Linked DNA regions of Xenopus laevis: region 1 is linked to region 2. A link is a contact called in public Hi-C data. All regions are on one chromosome and are shown on one strand. The core of a region is the stretch at or near the end of the contact, and the rest is flanking DNA. Distances in the headings are between cores, read along the strand shown. Region 1 has its middle 38 kb from the start of trpm8b.L. Region 2 holds the start of trpm8b.L (transient receptor potential cation channel subfamily M member 8b L homeolog).

The links. A called contact is a pair of places that touch in the nucleus more often than the background predicts.
Region 1: a contact with region 2 is called in a Hi-C map of the XL177 cell line, with 2.0 times the contacts expected there. The contact joins the enhancer-like site here to the promoter of trpm8b.L in region 2. A contact is called at or near these places in 2 of 4 Hi-C or Micro-C datasets (the XL177 cell line and the XTC cell line).

The regions. Positions count from the first base shown.
Region 1 is chr9_10L:83,623,895-83,628,626 of Xenopus_laevis_v10.1, reverse strand. No RefSeq gene overlaps it. Among protein-coding and RNA genes, the nearest start is that of trpm8b.L, 38 kb to the right of the region's middle. Within about 2 kb of position 3,011, at least 1 of the 7 cell types and tissues checked has an H3K27ac peak or open chromatin away from gene starts, as enhancers often do.
Region 2 is chr9_10L:83,585,832-83,590,235 of Xenopus_laevis_v10.1, reverse strand. trpm8b.L (transient receptor potential cation channel subfamily M member 8b L homeolog) reads right to left here and starts at 1,768. Exons shown (of 26, transcript NM_001161595.2): 1 at 1,678-1,768; 2 at 751-853. The coding sequence starts at 831.

The DNA.
Region 1 (4,732 bases), core at 1,762-4,261, 37 kb before region 2:
TGTACTAAGATCTTTAACCCTGTATTTTCTGTATACCCCCCCCCCCCCACCAGAAAGCAAGATGGCACAGTAGAATTCCATGTATAAATACCACTAAGAATCATAGCGGAATGGCAACTTTATTTATAAATATCCCCCAGAATTCAAAACAGAATGGCAATTCCAAATATAAATACCCCCAGAACTATATCAAGATGGCACAGTGGCAATTCCATGTATAAATTCTCCCAGAATTGATAGTAGGATGGCACAGGCGCAACTCGATGTATAAATACCCCCAGAATTGATAGTAGGATGGCACAGTGCAATTCCCTGTATAAATACCCCCAGAATTGTTGATAAGATGGTACAGGTGCAATTCCATGCATCAATACCCCCAGAATTGATAGTAGGATGGCACAGTGCAATTCCAAATATAAATACCCCCCAGGACCCATAGCAGGATGGCATACGCTCACATCACAGAACACACAGCAGCTGAGAAGTGATGGAGAGATTTCCGGGTTTGCCCCCACTGATCCGCAGCCCACCACACAGTACTTCATCAATCCTTGTTTCCTCTCTTATGCCAGCAGACTCATTTTGCTTGAAGTTTTGGTCACCGCCAAAGTTTTCGGCGCGGGCTGGGTGCATGCATGTGCACTCATGTGACTAGATGATTGCGCACACAAAGAACACGAAAAAAAAAACGTAAAAAAAAACCGGAGGAGGAAAATTCTGCTTTGCTGGCAACGAGCTGGACCTATAGTCCTCCCCCAGCCCAGTGTCAGCTCCCATGGGGATTCATGCCACCTTCCCTGCTATATCCCTTCTGTGTTCCCTCTGCTCCACCTCCTTCCTGTCGGGCCCCAGGGCAGGTGCGCACTGTAGCTGCAGACCACTCTCTTTAGTGCCTTTCCCATTTTACACACATGAAAGCTGGTTACTTTCATAGTTTATCTTCAGGGATACAGGCCCTATCGGGGATGCAGGTGCATGCACCCTTGTGCCACTGCACTTTCTACACCCCCTGTAGTTCAGCCACTGTATCGCTCTCTACATCATACTAAAAGTTAACTCAAAGGTGAGCAACCTCTATAAGATGTTAGCACCATAGTTTCAGTAAGGTTCGATTGCTCTTTGCCTCATACAAGGAAAATTCAGAACCCACTTTTATTGTCTATCACAAAGACTAGCACATTGTAGGTTGACATAAGTCCTGAGCTACATATGGTGCATCTTAAGTTTGCTACCCAGCCGGAATCTTACTGACCCAGTTGGCAAAAATGATACAATGCCAATGTAAATAAACTGGAAGAAACATTCATTAAATTGGAAGGTCAGTGAGGTGACCAACATGAACAGTGTCTACCAAATCTGGGCATGTTTCGCTGGCTCCAGGTCTCACTGTATCATATGTAACTATATTTTGCATTTAGATACATGTAGTAGCCATATAGTAGTGATTAAAACTCCTATGGCATTATGTAAAACTTCATTATTGGCATAACATGTGCCACTGATTTGCTGGCTTTCTTTTCAGCTGGCCTAGAATCTTAAAAACCAAAACTGTAACCCCCAATTGACAATGTATAAGGGCTCTTACACATGAGCGTTCTGAACTGCGCTCCCCTGCGTCCCTTTTTTTGGCGTTCAGCCGCAGGGGAGCGCAGGAATAGACGCAAGTCATTATTTGAAATGGGGCTGTACTCACTCAGGCGCGTGTAGGCAACATGCTGCATTTTTCCTGCGTTCGGCGCCTACACGCGCCTGAGTGAGTACAGCCCCATTTCAAATAATGACTTGCATCTATTCCTGCGCTCCCCTGTGGCTGAACGCCAAAAAACGGAACGCAGGGGAGCGCAGGTCAGAACGCTCATGTGTAAGAGCCCTAAAGCATGATTAAGGCTACTGTTCTTCTGTCCATGATAAAGAATAAAGATAATAATGTCCAGAGGGACATATATTCCTGAGGTCTCTGCAGTTCATTCGCAGCTGGATATTGTGTAAGGAAAATTGCTTCCTGCTCTGCTGAAAAACAACAGGTGCAGCACCATAAATTGTCATTCTGGTGGAGGTTTGTGCATCTTCACTGAAAGGCCTGGGATTGCTACAAAGCATTTATTCTTATGCTTCCAAACTGTCAGTAGGATTATTAATCCTCCGAGTACAGTCACACATGTAATACTCATCAGGCACCGGAATAAAGAGAAAACCTTGGGCTAATTCATTTTGCACCTGTAAATAGTGAAACAGCACAATAGTCTCCCAATGGGCTTTCCTTGTTAAACTCACTGTATGTACCATGCTACCGTGTCTTATAGAGCTAAGATATCTTCCACATTCCAGCTGTGACTGGGGCTGCCCTTAGGGCATAGTGGGGCCTTGAGCAGCATATCCATTATTGGGCCTCTGTCCTACCTGCAGCTGCTGATAAATTACAACTCTCACGTGGTCCATCAGCCTTTCCTTGTCGTATTGAGTTGTTGTTCAAACAAAGCTTTACACTATTGCACAGCTGCAATCCCCTCCCTGATGCCAACTCCCCTGAATATATACAGTCACACAGTTACAATCCTACTAATGCACCCCTTGCCCTGACACCATCATTCATAATTATTTATTTAAACAACTCAACATTTATATAAGCCCCCCCCTCCAACTCCCACATATCCATTCTGTGGGGGCAATAAATCATGAAACAGACAGATATAAAAATAATAGGCATTAAGATCAGTGAATTCTGCAGTCTGTCGTATAACCCTGCCAAAAGATATCCCTGTTGCACATTCAGTTCAGTACATTTATCTCAGAATGTGGATACATTATAAATACATTTATAGCATTACAACAGGTTGGAATCAATACAAAGCATTTGGTTTTCGTCACCATGCAGGAAGCAATGGGTTATTCCACTGGCACAATGCAGCTTTTGGACTCTTAGCTTCTATTGATTTGTGTAAACCCTGCAGGCTGCTGAGCTTCCTGGAACCTTCCTCCCAGCCCTCACACACACATCTCATCTGCAGCCATAAATTATTCACAGGCTACAAGTTCACATACAGGTCTCACAGGATGGAAATTCCTTGTACTAGTCTGCCATCTTGTGATAGAATGTGGTAAAACATCCATAGAAACCACCCTCTTTGTCTGAAGTTTACTGAACCATCATAATAAGGAAACATAACAGCTCATTTACTATGTGCAGTAAGTGCAAACAATTTACATAATACTCCAGGCTCCATACCACCCATCAGACCTGGACTGGCAATCTGTGAGTTCTGGAAAATGCCAGAGGGGCTGCTGTAAGTTGCCATAGAAAGTCACTATTTAATGGGCTGGTAGGGGCTGTTTGGCCCTTTGTGTGACTGAAATGCCAGGGCCTATTTTGATTCTCAGTCCAGACCTTCCACCTATTCCTAAACTTGAGCATTATTCAGAAGTGGAAGTTAGAGAGTGAACAAAGGCGTCTGTACTCATACCTCCCAATTGTCTCGTTTTTTCCGGGACAGTACCAATTTTGACAGCTCAACCCGCAGTTCCGGATTGTTACTGAAATGTCTCAACTTTCTCTGTGATCTCCTGCACTGAACAGCCAAAAAAAAAAAAGATACAAAGTTTCTGAAACTTAATTGGCTTTTGGCAGAGAGCCCATAACACTCAGCAGGTGCACTTTGATACTTTTGTAACAATTTAAGATAACCAAAGAAACAATTGTTACAATTTAAGATAAGCAAAGAAGCATTGTAACAATTTAAGATAAGCAATCGTAACAATTTAAGATAAGCGGATATCTTTGGAAAACTGTGACTTGGAGCTTACAGGGCAATTCATCTTTATTAGCAAAACTGTAATAACACATAAAAAACACAGAAATGTTTTCAAGCTTTCATAACCTGCCAAATTTTGTAAAATGAACATGGTAATTAGGGGCTGTGGCCACAAAAATGGGCATGGTCGAAAAATGCCGCCAAGCTATGTGCAGCAGATCAATTTGTCCCTCTTTCTATTTCTAAAATGTTGGGAGTGTCATGAATCGGCACCCAAAATCCAGAACCAATGCTAAGCTCCCTGTTGTCGGCTCCTTCCGCCTTTCACCTTGGGAGGAGCCCTCGGCTAATTGGATGCCGCCAGGTCTTATTAAGAGAGGAGCCAAGCGAGGGTTCTGGACAAGCAAGTGGGGCACGATTGTTAAGTAAAAGTCACAGTTCAAGCATAAGACGAAATCGTAGTCAAACAGGCCGGGTCAGTGCAGGCAGAATTCTAGCGGCATCAGACAGGCAAGAGTCAAAGCGGGGAGATCAATCAAGAGTTGTCCAAACAGGCACGGGTCGGGTTACCAGGCAGGGGTCAGGATCACAGACAGTGGCGTAACTAGTTGTTACTGGGCCCCATAGCAAATTCAATTTAGGGCCCCAAAATATTTATAAGTTGGCCTATTTTATATATTAAAATTGCTAATTAATTAGGGTCTCACTGGGCCCCCTACACTCCTGGGCCCCCCTGCAACCGCAGGGTCTGCTTCCTCTATAGTTACGCCCCTGATCACAGAAGTCAGAATAGTCAATCAGGCAAGAGTCAAAACAGCAGATAACAGGATAATGTAGGAATAGCACCCAGGAACTCACAAAGATGAACCAATAACGGGCAATGATCACAGCACCAGAGTCCCTTTAAATCCATTTGAATTTAACGCCAGCGTGATTGCGCATATAAAAAACTGAAGTGTGCGCCGCGTGCGCACTAAGACTAG
Region 2 (4,404 bases), core at 519-3,018:
TGACTAAAAACACTACACACCAAGCCCTTCACACATAACATAAATCAATGGTATTGACTTTTTTCTGCAACATAATTCCTTTGAAAAGACAAAATGCTTTGTGAAAAATCAAGGACACTGCTAGGAAATCCAGCTAGTCAACTGATTGGACAGTAGTTTAAATTAGTAATTAGTAACATGCATTTATTAGACATTTTGATTATTAGACTTTTTAAGTGATCTGGTAACTGTATTATTCAGTAAACCCACAATGAGAGATTAGACCAGTTTTGACTATGTATGTACAGTCACCTTTATTTAAAAGATGGTGAAGGACAGAAGCCTGGAGCAGGAGCATCATATGGTTATACAGTTTCCATTGCCCTGAACACATGTACATTATGCCACCAACTAGAATTAATGGGTGAGAGCAGTAAATCTTGAAATCTCCCTGATACATAGGCTCAGGGTCTATGTACCTACAGACTTTATATTTACTCCTTCCAATACCATAAAGCCCAGAGATGAAGTGAAGGTTTATAGACATATTTAAATATTCCCTTTGGAGAGATCCGCTGATGACCACTTCTAATGTGCTTAGACACTTCTGACCAACTCATACAACACAGCAACCAAATATTAAATGTTTGCACTTTACACTCATTTGCTTAATCCCAGCCTGTACTCTTATCGAAACATTAAGGCTATTACTATAACGTGTAGGTCAACTCTTATTCGGTACTACCATAAGGAATTATTGTCATTGCCTACCCCGGATAGCTGCTCTGCTGGTGACAGCTCAATACTTGAGTATAGTTTCTGGGATCCTTCCAGATCATATTGGCAAGTCATTCCTGAAGTATCCAAGATGTCTCTAAACCAATAATGGTACAAATGATCACTCAAAGTTAAAATACATGTGACTGCTAAAACAGATTTATATGGTGCCCTTTTCCCTATGAATTTATTTCCCTCTAGCTTTTCTCTCCAGTACTAATAATAATACTTTATTTGGATGCATGCATATGCTCAGCTTTTAAGCCTTGATCTCAAACTAACTTACTTTAAAAATTGCAGTGCTTTACACTGATCTGATCATGGAGAAGCTTGTGAAATATAGTGGCATTACCTTTTGTTATAATCCAACTATACTGGCTGTACTCATTCTTTATAAAAGGTAAAATTACCACTATCTTGTGGAAAGCCTGGAAGGAAACTTATGGTTCAGTTTTAGCGGAACAGCCAAAATACTTATTGTTTGTTTGTTTGTGGCAAGTCACTTTCAGCATAAATGGATAAGGCCAGACAGAGTAAACATGTGGCACATATTTTGCTGCATAACCAAATACATAATAAGCAATATGTGACAATATGCAAAAGGCTTGTTTTATATACAAGAAACTCTTTTATACTGTTCATGGCATGATATATCATTAGATATACGTGGCTGCAAAACAAATACACCCTGCCCTTAAATATTGATTAATTGCTTGAGAGTTTCTATTCCACATTTCTTTAATGAGTATTTGCTGTATTGAATGTAGTGTAATATTGCACTTTTCTCTCATTGAGGAGCAGGTATAACTATCTTTTTGTTGTCTTTTTTTAAGAATGTCAACCTTCAAGAGATGAGCACTGACAGACTCTCCCCCAAAGTCACAAATACAATACAAGAAAAATATTAAGTGGTGCACTTACATCAGCCAGATATTTGGTTTCCCAGGGATGGGATCTCCAACACTATAAAATCTACAAAACAAAGTTAAAGAGACGATTTATATCCATATACGAGTAGAATCCTAGAGACAGGAAACTTATGACAGAAGACTGCGGAAGAAGAAGAAGATCTAACCACAACTGAGGAACTTGTGACTGCAGAAATTTACAGACCATGAATAGGGAAGAGAGTAAATGACTGATCCTAAAAACCTGCTGGCGAGCATGACCCTGTGAGAATTATCAGTGATACAGAAAGATGATCTATAGTTCATGTCTACGAACTTTAGCTCAAAATAAATTATCTAAAGTTCACTACAGGTCATTCTTAATCCAGATTGGGGACTACAGAATAGTGCCCTTCTCTTCTCAAGAGGAAGAAAATCACCTTCTATTTTAATGTAGAAAAATACACCCTTGGTGCTACCCTTAGCAGGACTGGCCATCAGCCTTTTCCCATAACATTTTATAGGTATCATGCCTCTTGTGGCAATAAGCAGAGGGTATTGTGTTAGTATCCCAAAAGAGCAGATAAGTCCACTTTCTCTCTCATAATGTTCTCATATAGACAGAGCACTGCCACAGAAGGAATTTGAATTGTTAAAAGGACTATAAGCGAGAAAGCCCTGAGTACCATTGCCCCTAGCACAGAGGCAGATAAAGCTGCTTCTCCAAACCTCTTATCCTACTTATGGCCATTTTGTTCTGGCACCATTTCTACTCATAGACTATGTAGAACTGTGGCAATAAATAAATACCACATTGAATTAAAACATATTTAATCTTTTCCATGACAAATACAAGGCAAGAGGGTTCAAAAGTTTGATCAAACAGAAATGTTCATGTTATTGGCAGAAATTGATACTTTTATTCAGCGAGGTAGCATTTAACTGTTGAGAGATTAAAATATATTTGTGTTGACTTGTTCCATTCAAATGTTCCGTCAAACTTTTAGTTCTTCAGAGAATCCTCCATTTGCAGCACTTAGTGGACCAGTGGCATTATAGCTGTCAGTTTTAATTCTGTAGCTCTTCCCAGAGAAACAAGAAGTTTGTAGGACATTTTTCCTTACAGTGAAAGTCTTCCTACAAGGGCTCAATTTGGTTCATTGTATAAAGCAGTGTTTCTTAAGTTTATTCTCAGGAGACCCAAATTATATCAGTGAATTGGCATCACCGCCCAAAACTTTGTGCAGAACCAGTTACGCACCTTATTATTAATATATTATTTTTTGTTGTATAAAACACATCACTTTATGAAAGGGAATTACAGAGATCCACCCTAAGCAGCATGAGGACCCATTTGTGTTTATTGTAAAGAGGAATGCTAGTTTGGTACAGTGCCGCGCCTACAGATGAGGGCAAGATCCTGCCCCTAATCACTCCAACCAAAACTCCATTCCATTCCGAACTCCCCTTAATAATCCAGGAATTACATAATAAAGCAGTTCCAAGGTTGCATACACAGGTTTACCTGGGCAATTTATGACGGCAAGCTGCTTGGAAATAAAATTAAAGATGGCATCTATGAATTGGTTTGCAGGGTATTGTTCTCTGCATAAAATTATGCAATTGCATGAATGTATTTACTTAAAAACAGATGACTTTGGATCAGTGCCAGTGCTGTGTAGCCAAGATTTGTGCACATTGTTCACTTAACTCCACTTAATCCAACATATTCCATCGGACTTGACTCATTTTAAGTTGTGTCCCTAATATCCACCAGCAGGCACACCTTGTAGCACTGAACACACTATAAACAGGTTTTAGCAAAGGTAAAGGAACTGTAATCCGAAAACCCACTATCCAGAAAGCGCCGAATTATAGAAAGGCCATCTCCCACAGACTCAATTTTATCCAAATATTCCAGATTTTTAAAAATGATTTCCTTTTTCTCTGTAATAATAAAACAGTAGATTGTACTGATCCAAACTAAGATATAATTAATATAAATTAGAAGCAAAAACAGAATATTGGGTTTATTTAATGTTTACATAATTTTCTAGTAGACTTGAGGTATGAAGATACAAATTACGGAAAGACCCATTATACAGAAAACCCCAGGTCCCGCGCATTCTGGATTACATGTTCCATACCTGTACTGTAAAATCTCAAAATCGCCTTCAGCAATTTCTACCCAAATGCAACTGAAGAAAGAAATGCAACTCCGTACTATTTGACAAGGGTGTTATATTCAATTTAGGGACTACTACAGAGTATGTGTGCATGCAAAGCTTTTATTATGGTCAGGGATCTGGCAATTCCCAGGTGATAGCTGATTTATCTTAAAGAGGAACTGCACCCTTTTTGGACAAAAGTAGAAAAGGACATTCTAAGCAACTTTCCAGCAAACTCCAATTTGTTGGAATATATTTTTTGTGGTATATATAATCATTATTGAAAACAATATCTTTCTGCCTGTATATATTGCCTGCTCTACTGATTCTGACCCAGGAAACAATGAAGACAGATAATCAACAGACCTGAAGGAGAACTGAGTTCTGCTAAATTGAGTTGTGGGTGGTGTTATTCTACAATAAGAAACCAAAGTTATTTTGCTACCATGAGAAATTTGCAATGCAAACCTTTGCCAAAGAGTAAAATGCAAGAATAACTTGGTGACACTTGGGGGCAGATTTATCAAGGGTCGAATTTCGAGGGTTAAAATCCTTCGAATTCCGAATTAGAAGGATTTAGCGCAAATGGTTTG